Linked DNA regions of Mus musculus: region 1 is linked to region 2. The links are chromatin contacts, called in public Hi-C maps. All regions are on one chromosome and are shown on one strand. The core of a region is the stretch at or near the end of the contact, and the rest is flanking DNA. Distances in the headings are between cores, read along the strand shown. Region 1 has its middle 44 kb from the start of Gm48606. Region 2 has its middle 40 kb from the start of Gm36235.

What was found. A called contact is a pair of places that touch in the nucleus more often than the background predicts.
Region 1: a Hi-C map of double positive thymocytes shows a contact between it and region 2, with 1.7 times the contacts expected there. The contact joins two enhancer-like sites. A contact is called at or near these places in 2 of 484 Hi-C or Micro-C datasets (the C10 cell line and double positive thymocytes).

What each region holds. Positions count from the first base shown.
Region 1 is chr12:16,184,813-16,190,951 of GRCm38.p6, forward strand. No RefSeq gene overlaps it. Among named protein-coding and RNA genes, the nearest start is that of Gm48606, 44 kb to the right of the region's middle. Within about 2 kb of position 1,364, at least 69 of the 459 cell types and tissues checked have an H3K27ac peak or open chromatin away from gene starts, as enhancers often do. A contact at or near this core is called in double positive thymocytes, where this site is marked.
Region 2 is chr12:16,052,288-16,058,450 of GRCm38.p6, forward strand. No RefSeq gene overlaps it. Among named protein-coding and RNA genes, the nearest start is that of Gm36235, 40 kb to the left of the region's middle. Within about 2 kb of position 4,469, at least 10 of the 459 cell types and tissues checked have an H3K27ac peak or open chromatin away from gene starts, as enhancers often do. A contact at or near this core is called in double positive thymocytes, where this site is marked.

The DNA of each region.
Region 1 (6,139 bases), core at 114-2,613, 130 kb after region 2:
TTCTTCATCACAAAGTCCCATACTTGGACTGGGGATTTGACTCACTTGGTAGAATGCTTGCTGCCCCAAGCCCTTGGTTCTGTTGCCAGCAGCACACAAACCAGGCATGCAATCCTAGCACTTAGAAGGTTCAAACAGGAGGATCAGAAGTTCAAGGTCATCGGTAGCCACTTAGTGGATTCAGGCCAGAGAGATAAACAAAAAATCCCAGGACTGCTATTCATGAGCAAGTAACAAAACTTCTCCAGCCCCAGGCTTTGAACTTTAGGAAAGGTTCAACAATGGAAGCACCAACCATGAGGTGGATTAAGCATATAAAATCCTTACTGTGTGTCCGAGGCTCGGTGTCTAGCTATTCTGGCCACTGCAGTGAAAATAAACCTAAGTACAAATTCTGCTTTTGTGATTACTGTCCCCAAGATCCAGATACATAAAAGGTTTTGGACTCCTCTTTCTCATCTGTAGAAGAGAAAATGATACTCCTATAGATTATAAAGAGTGGAAAAGACTGAAAAAAAACACAGGAATAACTCCTTTGTTTCAAGAGGATTCCTACAGAACATATTCTGTAGACCCCGAGTTACTCACCCTCAGGATTATGCCCCATATAACTGTTTTAGCCAACCAGTGAGACCTGTAAGCCCCGCACTCAGAAGGACGAGGCAACTTGAATCTGAGTTCCACGACAACCCGAGCAGCGCAGTGAGACGCTATCTCTGGAACCCAACCAACCAAGCGGCCCCTCCAGCAGGAAGTGAGTTCAGATGAGGCTAAGCCGTTTTCCCCCAACACCAGCAGAGCCCTGGGTTCCCTTATCTTGACAGCCATGTGTGTGTGAAGGAGGTCAGTTCGCACTTGCGCCTGCCTGTCAGCTATTCTTCAAGCTTCCAAAGTTTGGCTGCAGGTTGTAAAATCATATTAAGTTCTGGCAGTTTAAGAAGCGTGCCCGGAAAAATAACCAGAGCAGGAAGGAGAAGAGAAGTATTTGAAGGGCGCAGATGGATTTTGCAGCTGGGGAAGGGAACATTAGCATTAGCGAAATGTCTGTGGTGGAGCCCAGGTTTCCTTCACACAAAGGTCACATCCCTTCACTGTGAAGAGAATCATGTTGAAGGTATGATGTTGCCGTTGCACTTTATCGTTCCCCATCCTGAAAGGTTTTCATCTTGGCAGCCTTTTCCCCTCTACTAATCCAATTCTCCTTGGAAAATGTCACTCCGCTTGAATTTTCATAGCTCTTCCCCTCACTTGGGCACCTGGGAGTTCCGGATCAGAGCTGCGAAGCCCACGAGAGGAGGAGACGCATTTCATTATTGTGGGCGCCGGATGAGTTAAGCTATAAAGAAATGCCAGGCAGTTTCTTTTCTGACTTTTTCCCCTTGGTCTGTTTTTCTACATCAGGCTGTCTCTATTGTATAGGCTAGATGGTCAGCGGAAAGTGCAGCTGCCCTCTCACGGGGGAGTGACAAGATGAGACACACATAGGGACTGTCAGCTGACCCTAAATACCATTCTAAGGAAAGAACGGGATTGGCCATGGAAGAAGAAACCTCTTCCGGAGCTTCACACCACACCAAGCTCTGCACAAAAGGGGGAGTTAGACAAACTGCTTAAAGTCAGTGGGCAGTGAAAAGAAGCTGGAAGCGAGCAGACCCAGACCTCATTGTCTCTCACATGTACCCAGTACCACAACCCCACAGAACATTTCTGTGGGCATGGCACCCTGGAAGAAGAAAACTTGACTTAAAATGTAGTCGATTTGGTTATTTTGTGGCATTAGGGATCTGGAGCTCCATCCCACAAGATCTCCATATAAGCAGACACCACACACAGCCCAGTGGATGTGGTTCCGAAGGAAATACTTTCCTTCATTTTTAAAAAATACTCATTCTGAGATTCACACAGAGCAGTTAATTCTCCGTGACCGGGTGTAGCTCATGTAAGACACTGATGGAGCTGGACACTGAGACAGAAAGCAAAACCAAGCCAACTCCAAAAGATCCAAAAGCATGCATGGTAAATTCTCTGACCACTGTATCAGTCCAGACGGAGCAAACCCCGAAGGACCCAAGCCTCTGTGTATTTACAGATTCAGCAGCTTGGTAAATAATCTGGAAGTCAAAATGGGAGATCACAGCAGAGCTCAGGAGCTGCTTTCAAATGAGTGACAGGTAATTCACAGCATGCTGATAACTGTGAGATCAGATAGATGAAAGTGTGTGGTCTTAGGGAAATGTATTCTGAAACCGGACAGAGAGGTCAAAAAAAAAACAAGATACCAAATATAGCAGAAAACCAGAGAAGGGGAGGACAAATAAAAACAATGAAAACACTTGAAAAGCTGGGTCCAGAAAATTGCAATAAAATCATAAATCCTAGCTCAGGGAAAGATTTCTTGTCAGTGGCTAATCTCCCAGTTTTCTCTGGATACAGAAAGGGGCCTACAGATAGACAAACACAGAGACATACAGTTTGGAGAAGGAATTAGGTATATCAGAGATCACAATTATCAACAATTTTAAATCAATCAATAATAAGGAATATCAGTAACTATGGCAGATTCCAACAATAGGCCATAATACATCAATTAAGATTATCTAATATTCTGCCACATGCTTCCACAGAGACAAATATCACAAACTGAGGAAGGTTGTTTAAAGTAGGACTTACTTTAACACTAATGCTGAATTGAAAACTAGGGAAACCAGTCCCCTATATAAAAGAGAATCAAAATTATGATTCCCTGGGGGGAAGAAAGTGGTAGCTAAAAATGAAGACTGTTCACAGAGTTTGGGAATCTTGGTTAATACTGTCTTCCTGAGTTCTAGAGGGGCTTTTGTGGAAGTGTTTCTACACTTCAGGTTGTTTCCAAGCTATATACATTCCAGTTTAGGAATTTTCTATATGTGTCTCGGAACTTAAGCTTTTATTTTTCAAAATCAATAGGGGATTACTACTTTGTACTGTCAGCTTGTGTGCATTAGACTCCCTAGAGAAGAAACCTCTGAGTGTGCCTCTGAAGGCTTTGCCAGGGAGGTGTAACTGAGGAGGGAAGGTCCACCTTAATAAGAACAGCATCGTCCTGTGGGTTGCTATGTTTGTAGTGGGCCTGCAAGGGGGGATCCCAGGGGCTTGCACCAAAGCTCCCAAGAGCTTCTGAGGTCAGGCCATGTGAGGCAGAAGCAAATTCCCTGCAAAGTGGCTGTGAGAGGTCATTGCATGAATATCTCTGTCTCTGTCTGGCTTTCTCTGTCTCTGTCTCTGTGTCTGTATCTCCCTCTGTCTCTCGCTGTCTCTCTCTGTCTCTGTCTGTCTGTCTCTCTCTGTCTCTGTCTCTATCTCTGTGTTTCTCTCTGTCGTCTGCCTTGCTGTCTGTCTGTGTATGTGTGTGTCCCCTTTAGTTTTGTCTGCACTACGCATGGAAAAAGCAATACACTCAGCACACTACCCTGGGCTCCTTGGTAACAGAAGCCATACATGAATCCCAGAGCTAGGGCTCTTCAGTGAGGTAAGTAGAACTCTATGTTAACACCCTAAAGTTGCATGACCAAGGTTTTACCCTCTGGTGGATTTTACTTTACTGATTTAATTGAGGAAACAGTAACTCCCAACCTAGAAGGTCCTGAGAATCCATGGAGTTTAAGGGAAATCATGTGGCACAAGGTCTAACACATAATGAGCAATTAGTTATCATTCTGTGAGCCTAATAAGCTGCCACTTTCCCACATCCCCAAAGTGATGACTAAAATGTAAAACTGAGAGGTAAGCTAAGCATGACAGTGCACACCTGATATCCCAGGCCCTGGGAGATGATCACAGGAGGAGCACATGAGCCTAGGACTCAGAGACTGGCCTGGCCAATGCATCAAGCCCCCCACCGAAAACAACCCCAAAACCACAGAAGTGAGAGGCCACAGTCACCAAAGGAAGGGAGAAAATGTCCCCTTACTCTGTAGCTTTCTGGGATCAAGGAATTTATTAACTCATGCTTTCTGCTAAGATCTTTGTTTGCCAGTGCATTTGTACTTCAGAAACACTGGACCTCTAGTAAAAAGAGGATTTCCTCCCACCAAAGTAAAAGTTCTAGAGTTTCCTCAAGATCATGGGGAAAAAAGAGTGTAGCTCAAAAAGTGTGGCTCTCAAAGCATCTAGCAGTCTCTTGGCCTTTTGAGAGGATCCATAAATCAGAGAAGATCAGGTGTGTTCATGGTGGCATGGTGTAGAACAGGCCTATAAATTAAGATTCAGGTCATGATTAGATGAGAGGCCCTATATTCATCCTCCCTTACTATCTGTAATGAGCATCCCCAAACAGTCCGTGACCTGCAACACCAGTTCGCTGTCACCCCACAGGCTATGTGTTTCATGCATTCTTGCATTTAAAAATAGACAAACAGACAGATGACAGCTTTGCCTTGGAGCATGGTAGATATCCATACCTTCAGACAACATGAGCAAATGAATCTTGAATCACAGTATTTTTGAACATTTATTTATTTGTTTGTTTGTGTATATAATGAGTCTATGTGTGCCAGAGGCCACATTTGGAGTTCAGAGGACAACTTGCAAGAGCCAGTGCACTAACTTCATGGCCTTCGCTACACACTTATGTAATGAAGACACGTGATCAGGAATGTTTAATGTCCTCAGATGATTCTGTTTTGCAATAAAATGTGAGAACCAAGGGTCTAAGATAGGTGACCTTCTGATCATATTCTGGATGGAAGATGTGATTCACAGCTCAGTGGAATACCAGGCAGAGTGAAAGTGCAGATTGGCTATTCAGAGTGGCATTAGGAGGTGATCCAGTACTGCCCTCTTTGGGCAATATTTCAGAACCTGTGCCCTTGAACAAGAATGAATGCTAGTGGAAACCTAGCCAGCTCCCTAGGGCTAGTGAGGTCATAGACCTAAGAAAAGAATCTACCACCAACACTTCATTAGATGAGCATGTCTTACTACATCCTAAAGCACAGACAAGGGTAGTTATTGCCTCTCATCAAAGAAGCCTTTCTCTACAGCAAATGGAGAGCTTCCCAGAAAAATCACCCTGGACATGGTGTGGAGATCAACAGAGCATGGGAAGCCCAGCCCCAGTGAATACAGCTACACACAGCTCTATATGTGTGGCTCAGGGAACTACAGAAGGGGGAGAGCAAAGACTGTAAGAGTCAGAATATCAGGGTGTCTACTACAACACTGTCTCTCCTAGATACGGCTGTACAAACAAGACTGGGACAATAGCAGTATCAATGGATATGTTAACATGGAAGGGGTAATATCCCAAGGGATCCCACCCCTTGACAAAAGCATATAGGCAACTAATGATCTCTGGAAGAAGAATTAGTCTCCCCAGGAATGAGCTCCATTAATGGTTATCAAATACAGAGTGCTCAGCCTTGAAATCAGACATACACCAGCACCCAAAACCAACTCAGCAGATTGTATTTATATAGATTTGTGCATGAACATTTTAATATAATGTGTATCACATCTATATGTTTGAAGACTAATTGTGTGAGTGTGTGTGAGTGTATGTGTGTGTGTAGTATGTATATATTTGTGTATGTATATGAATATATGGATACACACACACACACACACACACAGAGAGAGAGAGAGAGAGAGAGAGAAGGAGGCTATCAATTTGAGAGTTGTGGAGGACATGCAAGACTTCCCAGAGATGAGAGATGGTAGGGTACCACTGAAGGAAAGAAAGGTAAGGAAGTGAGTAATATAATTCTATTTCAATTTAAAACATTAAAAAAAAAAGAACAAGGAACAAGAGCCCAGCCCAGCACACTGAAAATCAGTCAAGTCTGCTTCACAGGATCTGACACGTCTTGGATGACACCCCCCCCCCCCACACACACACACACACTCTTCCGCAGAATCTCTTCCCTGGGCCATCACAGGGAAGTCTGGCCTATTAGCAACCCCAGCCATGCTCTCCACGCCTTTCCCCATCCAAATCATAAATTCAGGATCACAGGGAACTGGAACTTTCCACAGCCAGTCAGGTCAGACACCCTGCAGAGGAGATTAAGCTGAATCATACAGGGCACTGCCTAAGTGCCACTCCTCAGCCTACAAACTTGCTGTCTCTATGTCAGGACACCTGGGCCAAATCCCACGGTTG
Region 2 (6,163 bases), core at 3,219-5,718:
CTTGAAAGACAAAAACAAACAAACAAACAAACAAACAAACAAACAAAAAAGAATGTGTCCTGATGAAAAAGTAAAACGGAGGTGAGATGGGGGAAGGCTGACAGAGTTAATACTCAGGACAGAGCATAGGAAAGGCAGCTGTATAATGTGTGTCAGTGGAGGGCCAGCCTTCCCTGACCATCATAAGAAACACCTCATCAACAGCAAATGTTCATGCTTCTGTCACAGTTGAGAGCAACTGTTTTCAGTCTGTGCTGGCCGCAGCAGTCTCACTTGGTTCCATGTGTCTTCCTCATTCTGGGATTAGGACCAAAGCAGGGTCCACATCTGGAACACATTATAGTCACAGTAGAAGTAGAAGAGGCAAGTTAGGAGAGTGCCGTGGTTCTTAAAGCCTTTGATCCCATACAAAGCCAATCATATTTAACCTTCTCCCAATTGATTAGTCATCTCATGTCACCCAACCATGCCTAATATTAAGAGGGAAGAGTTCTCTGCCAGCAGGAATCTGTGGCTAGGGTGGAGGTGGTGCTGGCATGAAGAAAGGGCATAAGATACTAAGCATTGATAATATGAGTTTTAGAACCTGAGGACTATGGACAGGTGAAAGATTGCCCTGTAAGCAAAGGTCTCAATAGAATTACATCAGTGTTCTCTTGTATTAGTCAGTGCAGACTGCTATAACAAAAATAACAAAACAGAACAAAATAAGCAGACATAGACTAATGGGCTTATGCAATGGAGACCCACCTCTTATGATTCTGGACATGTGGATTCCAGAATCACGATTGGCTTCTAATAAAGTCTCTCTCTGGTTCAAAGAAGGCCTTTAAGTCAGAGCTCCCATACCCACAGTTCTGAATCATGGGTAGGCACTGGCAAATCTCTCAAGCACTGGCATTGCCTCATAGCCTTCACACAGTGAAATAACCCACCATCATTTAGCAATCCTTACCTTACTACTTTTTGTTTCATAACAAAATGTAATTTGTTTTAGAAAAGCCAGGCTAGCATGATTCTCTTCTCTTCCCCCCCAACCCCTACCCTGTTCCTCTTTAACCATAACACTGGAACTTCAAAGTTGCACTCATTACTTCCAGAAATATTTGATAACTCCTGGATTATCTCTCAGAAGTATCCATCAAGGTTATTTTGTATTTTGAAATCTAGCCTAGAGTCTGACATGGTCGGGGAAAACACAATAAAAAAAGAGGCAAGAAGAAATGATGGGTGACATCATGGACAATATTTTCTATCCTCTCTCAGTAACACTTGTTGGCTTGGTATGCCAGATTTGTCTTTGAAGAATTAAAACCTGTGCCCTGAACATGATCAGAGACATGACTCTGTGTAAAGAAGAAGGGGAAGAGGGTGAAATGGAAGATCTTTCCAGAATATCTCCAACCCTAGCAGGAATCAGTCTTTTCACTACCTGTTAAGTCTGGCAGGCCTGGTCCTCTGAGCCACTGTACTTTGCTCTGTCTTCTGCCCATCAAGTCTCTTTACACCGGTGATCTAATTAGCCAGGCTGCAGGACCAGCATAGGACCAGGCAGGCTCACTTGGCTCGTTAAAAGTTCCCAGTCTCCTGCTTGGGAAATTGTTCTCTAGTTTTACCAGAGCTGTTTGCCTTTTGCAGATCTCAGGGGAGAGAGGCAGAGCTAGTTGAATTCCTGGTAAGGCCCCTTGGCTCAAGGCCTCCATAAAACCTTGGCACCAGCCTTCCTGACTTGGGGCTTTCCTCATTAAACCCGAGAGACAGGAGGTAGTTGTGTGGCTTTCAGAGACCTAGCTGAGACAGACTAGTCTCCTCTTCCCTGAGGGCTCAGGGCTGAGACAGGCCTCTTAAAGTGAGGTTAGGAGGAGGAGACATTAGGCTCTGTAGGGGAGAGGGAGGAAAGTAGCCATGACAATGGGTATGTGCAAGTTAGAACTCAAGAGTTCCAAAACTAACATGCCACGCGCACCTTTGTGACCGATGAAGCTCCCTGTTGGAAAAATCACACCATTGATATACACCGTCCATCTTGTACTTGAACCTGAGCTCAGCCTCCTTACATCTTCTTTATCATTTGGGTCTTCTTGTTGTTTTGTAGGAATAACAAGGCATGATGCAGAAGCAGTTTTCAGAGAGAGAGGAAAGGATAAAGGAATGAGGGCCCAGTTTCATTTCTGATGTGTTAAAAAGCTGGGCTCAGAATCCTCCTAGAGTCATAGGAATGGGTACCCTGAAACAAACGTGCCTTTGATACCCAGGCATAACAGCAGCCAGCAGCTTCCCTCAGGTAAGGTCTGGACCAGACAGTATGGCTTAGCATGGGGACAATCTAAAATCAGGCAACCTATGTTTTTCTCTTTCCCCAAGCCACTCACAGCATGGGACTTGCTGCCTGGGTCTCCTGGATCATGGCTTGTAGAGAAGTCAATGACACTGAAGAGAATGAATAGCAGTCAGAGAGTATTGTGCAGGTTCTGATCAGATATATGCAAATGAACATGCAGAGTCAGGGGTGCTGACTGCGGGGTTCAGTGGTTCAAAGGAAAAAAAGCCTCTAGCAATGGCCAGTCACCTCTATCACACCCTCAAACACCAGCTTTGGTAAGCTCTATTTTGAAGGGGAAATATCTGGAAGGATAAAAAGGGTCCGGTGCTTGTCTGTGGATACCCTAAAGGGCAGAAACCACTGTAAGGATCAGTGAGTTGATCATAACTTTTAGATGAATGAAATCGCAGCAGCAAGGTGCAGCAAGGATTCTATCCCGCTTCTTCAAGTCCAAAACAACCTGTGCATTAAGGACAGAGTGGGTCCTATTTATTTTTAAAACACTGAAATGCTCACCCAAGTTATGATCCTCGAGTGGCAGGCTAGAGCAAGGACCTATCCTGCTGTCCTTTTTCTGTCCTACTCACAGAGTCACTTGCCCCTGTATGACACTGTGTGTAGGGCATGTTCCAGTTATACTATGATCTGATATGAGAAGCATCCTAGGATAAGGAGCAAGGTCAACTTCAGTTCTCTGAATGGCAGTCTTTAAGAGGGTGATGTGACGATGGAAACCCCTGTTGATGGGTAGCTGAAGAAGTGGAGGTTAGAGACAGAAACTGGTTACTTGCTGTAACACCTGGCTGATGGGAAGCTCTAAAGCTCTGTGCTCTGGGTTATATTTACTGCCTGCATCCATTAATAAGCAAGCTAATGACCAGGCTGTCCCTGAGGTCTCTTTCAGCTCTAACAGGCTGTGTTCAACATCAGGATACTTTGCTTGCAGCATTTAAAAGTCGATTTCTGGAATGTGTGTGGATGCCCTATGGAACCCAACATCTGGGCAGGGGAAGATAGAAATGACGTTTCCCTCTTTGTGTTGTAGATAACATGATTGATGGACCCCCAGTTCTCATCCTCCAAGCCTTGGACCAGAGCGGTTGCTTTAAACTGGGAAGACATCACACTGAATTAGCAGTAAATGTAATTAAGAGCTCTGACAGTCAACTTCCTGAAAGCCCTCCAACTGGAACACGGCTGGGCAAGAGTACCTGCTCTGCCCCTGAATTAAGGCTTCTCCAGGGCTTGCCTACTTGTGTTTATATGAAACACAGTTCATTTTAATACCAACCCTGGTTATATGCCAGAATAAAACCTATGCAAAGAAACATCCATGACATTGTATGTTTTCTTCAAAAATAATGACAGGTTTTATCTACTGCATACCTGGGTATCCCATGATCTTTAATAAGTGTATTTCATACAGAACCTCTTGCTTTCTCCTGAGCTTTTGCAGGTAAGTATAGTTCAGAGTAGTTTCTGGAGTCAGAATCTAATTTAGTTGATTCTGTGTTCAAAACCAACATGTTTCCTACAACCTATACAATACCTCAAATACACCAAAGTCATGAATATGTAATCATATGGTCTCCCCATCACAAATCCAAGACTGATTTCATGAATGGACTCACAATATTTGACCCAGTTGGATATTTCCCCATGAAACACAGCCTCAGAAATGTCCTCATTGAGCTCCTGTATTTGAACACTTGGTTCCTAGTTGGTGGCTTTGTTTGGGGAACATTATAGAAGTTTTAGGATGTGGAGTCTCGCTGGAGGAAGTAAGTCATTGAAAGTGGGCTTTGAGAGCCTTGCCTCCCTCCAACTCTCTTCCTGCTGTGTTCATGGTGCAGATGGCTTGCTCAGCTTCCTGAGCCTGCCACAATGCTTGCTGCATGCTGCTTGTTGCCATGTCTGCTCATCATAATGGACTTTTCTCTCTTCAGAAGAGTTCACAAAAATAAAGACTTTCATCTCTAAGTTACTTTTGCTTGTGGTATTTTATTATATATAAAAAAGAACAGTAATGAAAACAGAATGTTTTATAAACTATTTTATTTGATATTCACACATGTATGTTCTCTGCACGGCCACTACCCACTCCTTCCCTTTCATTTCTCCTCCCTTCCCCTCCTAACCTTACGTGCTAGTCTTCTCTTTCGACAATTAAACTTTAATCCTCACTGAGTCCAGTTAGCGCTGCCTGTATGTGTACCAGAGTGAGAGCATCTACTGAGGCTGAGGGAGAAAATTCACCTCCCCAGTTCCTAGCTCCCGGTGGAAGCAAAGAGCAGTGTTGCTTTACCCGGTCACTCAGAAGGGCATTTACAGAGGACAGATGACATCATGGGAATAATGAGGGCTTTGGAGTCAACTAGTTCTACTTAATTTTTCAACAAATATTTATTTAGCATATGCTCTATGCCAGACACAGCTCCAGTGCCAGAGGCAGCCTTCCTGCCCAGCTCCTACTTTAGGGGCAGGGTGCCCAGTACCAGTTACTCTGTAACCTCAAGCACACCATGCAAGCCTCCCAAGCTTGTTTTTGTTTCTTTCCATTTGGAAAATGGCATTTTAATAAGATTTGTTGCTAGAATTAGATCTGGCTGTGCCTAAAGTTTCTACCATACAGTAATAGCTTAATGAACTTTGTGTAAGTCAACACCATATAACATGACTGAGCATATTTACAATTATGCTATTCTGGGTGAATATGTGAATTATTTTTCAGTTCTTCTCTCTGCATGGTTTTAAAGCTACAAATATAAAAATATTATACTTTAGAATTATTGATTTTTTTTATTTCTGGAATTTTATTTTCTTTTAAGGCATTTTTGTAAGTGTAGGCAGGCATATGTGTGGATATGTGTGGATAGTATATATGTTTTATATGTATGTAGTTTATGTGTGTGGTATGCATTATCTATCTATCTATCTATCTATCTATCTATCTATCTATCTATCTATCTATGGGTATGGGGTATATATGGTCTGTATGTGTGCATAGAATATTGTGTGGTGTATATGTTTATGTGTTTATATTTGTGTATTTGAGGTGTATCTGCATGTGCATTATGTGTGTGCAGTATATATGCTCTGTATGCATATAGAATACATATGTGGGGGTTTGTTTATATGTTTGTGCGTGCATATATACTGTGTGCATGTGTGTGAATGAAAGTGTAAGTGCCAACAGCAGAAGAGGATTCTGGTGTCCTCATTTATCACTCTTTGCCTTTTCCCCTTGAGAAGACCTGGGACTAAGGTAGCAGGCATCAAGCCTCTGAGATTCTCCTGTCTGGTTCCGTCACCTCAGTGTTCTGTCACCTTCCCCAGCAGCATTCCCTGCCTGGATCTCATATCATCCAGTTATTTCTACGTTAGCATAGAAGCAAAGTTGAAGAGAGGGGTACTAGACTATCAGTTCTACCTCCAAGTGCCGTAATACATGGCTACTTACTTTCTTTTTTATGGGAAAATTCAACATTGGACAAGGTGAGGTTTAAACTGAATATATTAGACCAAGGCTCAAAATTACAACTGCTGTCAATGAGAAATAGCAATGGCTATGCTAAGGGTACATATTCTGAGGGATGTGGAGATACCAGGAGAGGGGAGAGGGAGCAATGATTATCCCAGGTATCAATAAAAGTGTCTATTTACGCTATTTACGTGGACTTGAATTTCTGAAGGATGGGAATGTAGCAGAGCTGGGAGAGAGAACCAGAGATGCCACAAGCTGCAATTGCAAGTTCCCTGCAGGTAATGCATCTGATGCACTTCTGATAGGATCCTAACCAAGGCTTGCTTTCTTCATTTTTACCCATGTCAGGAGACACC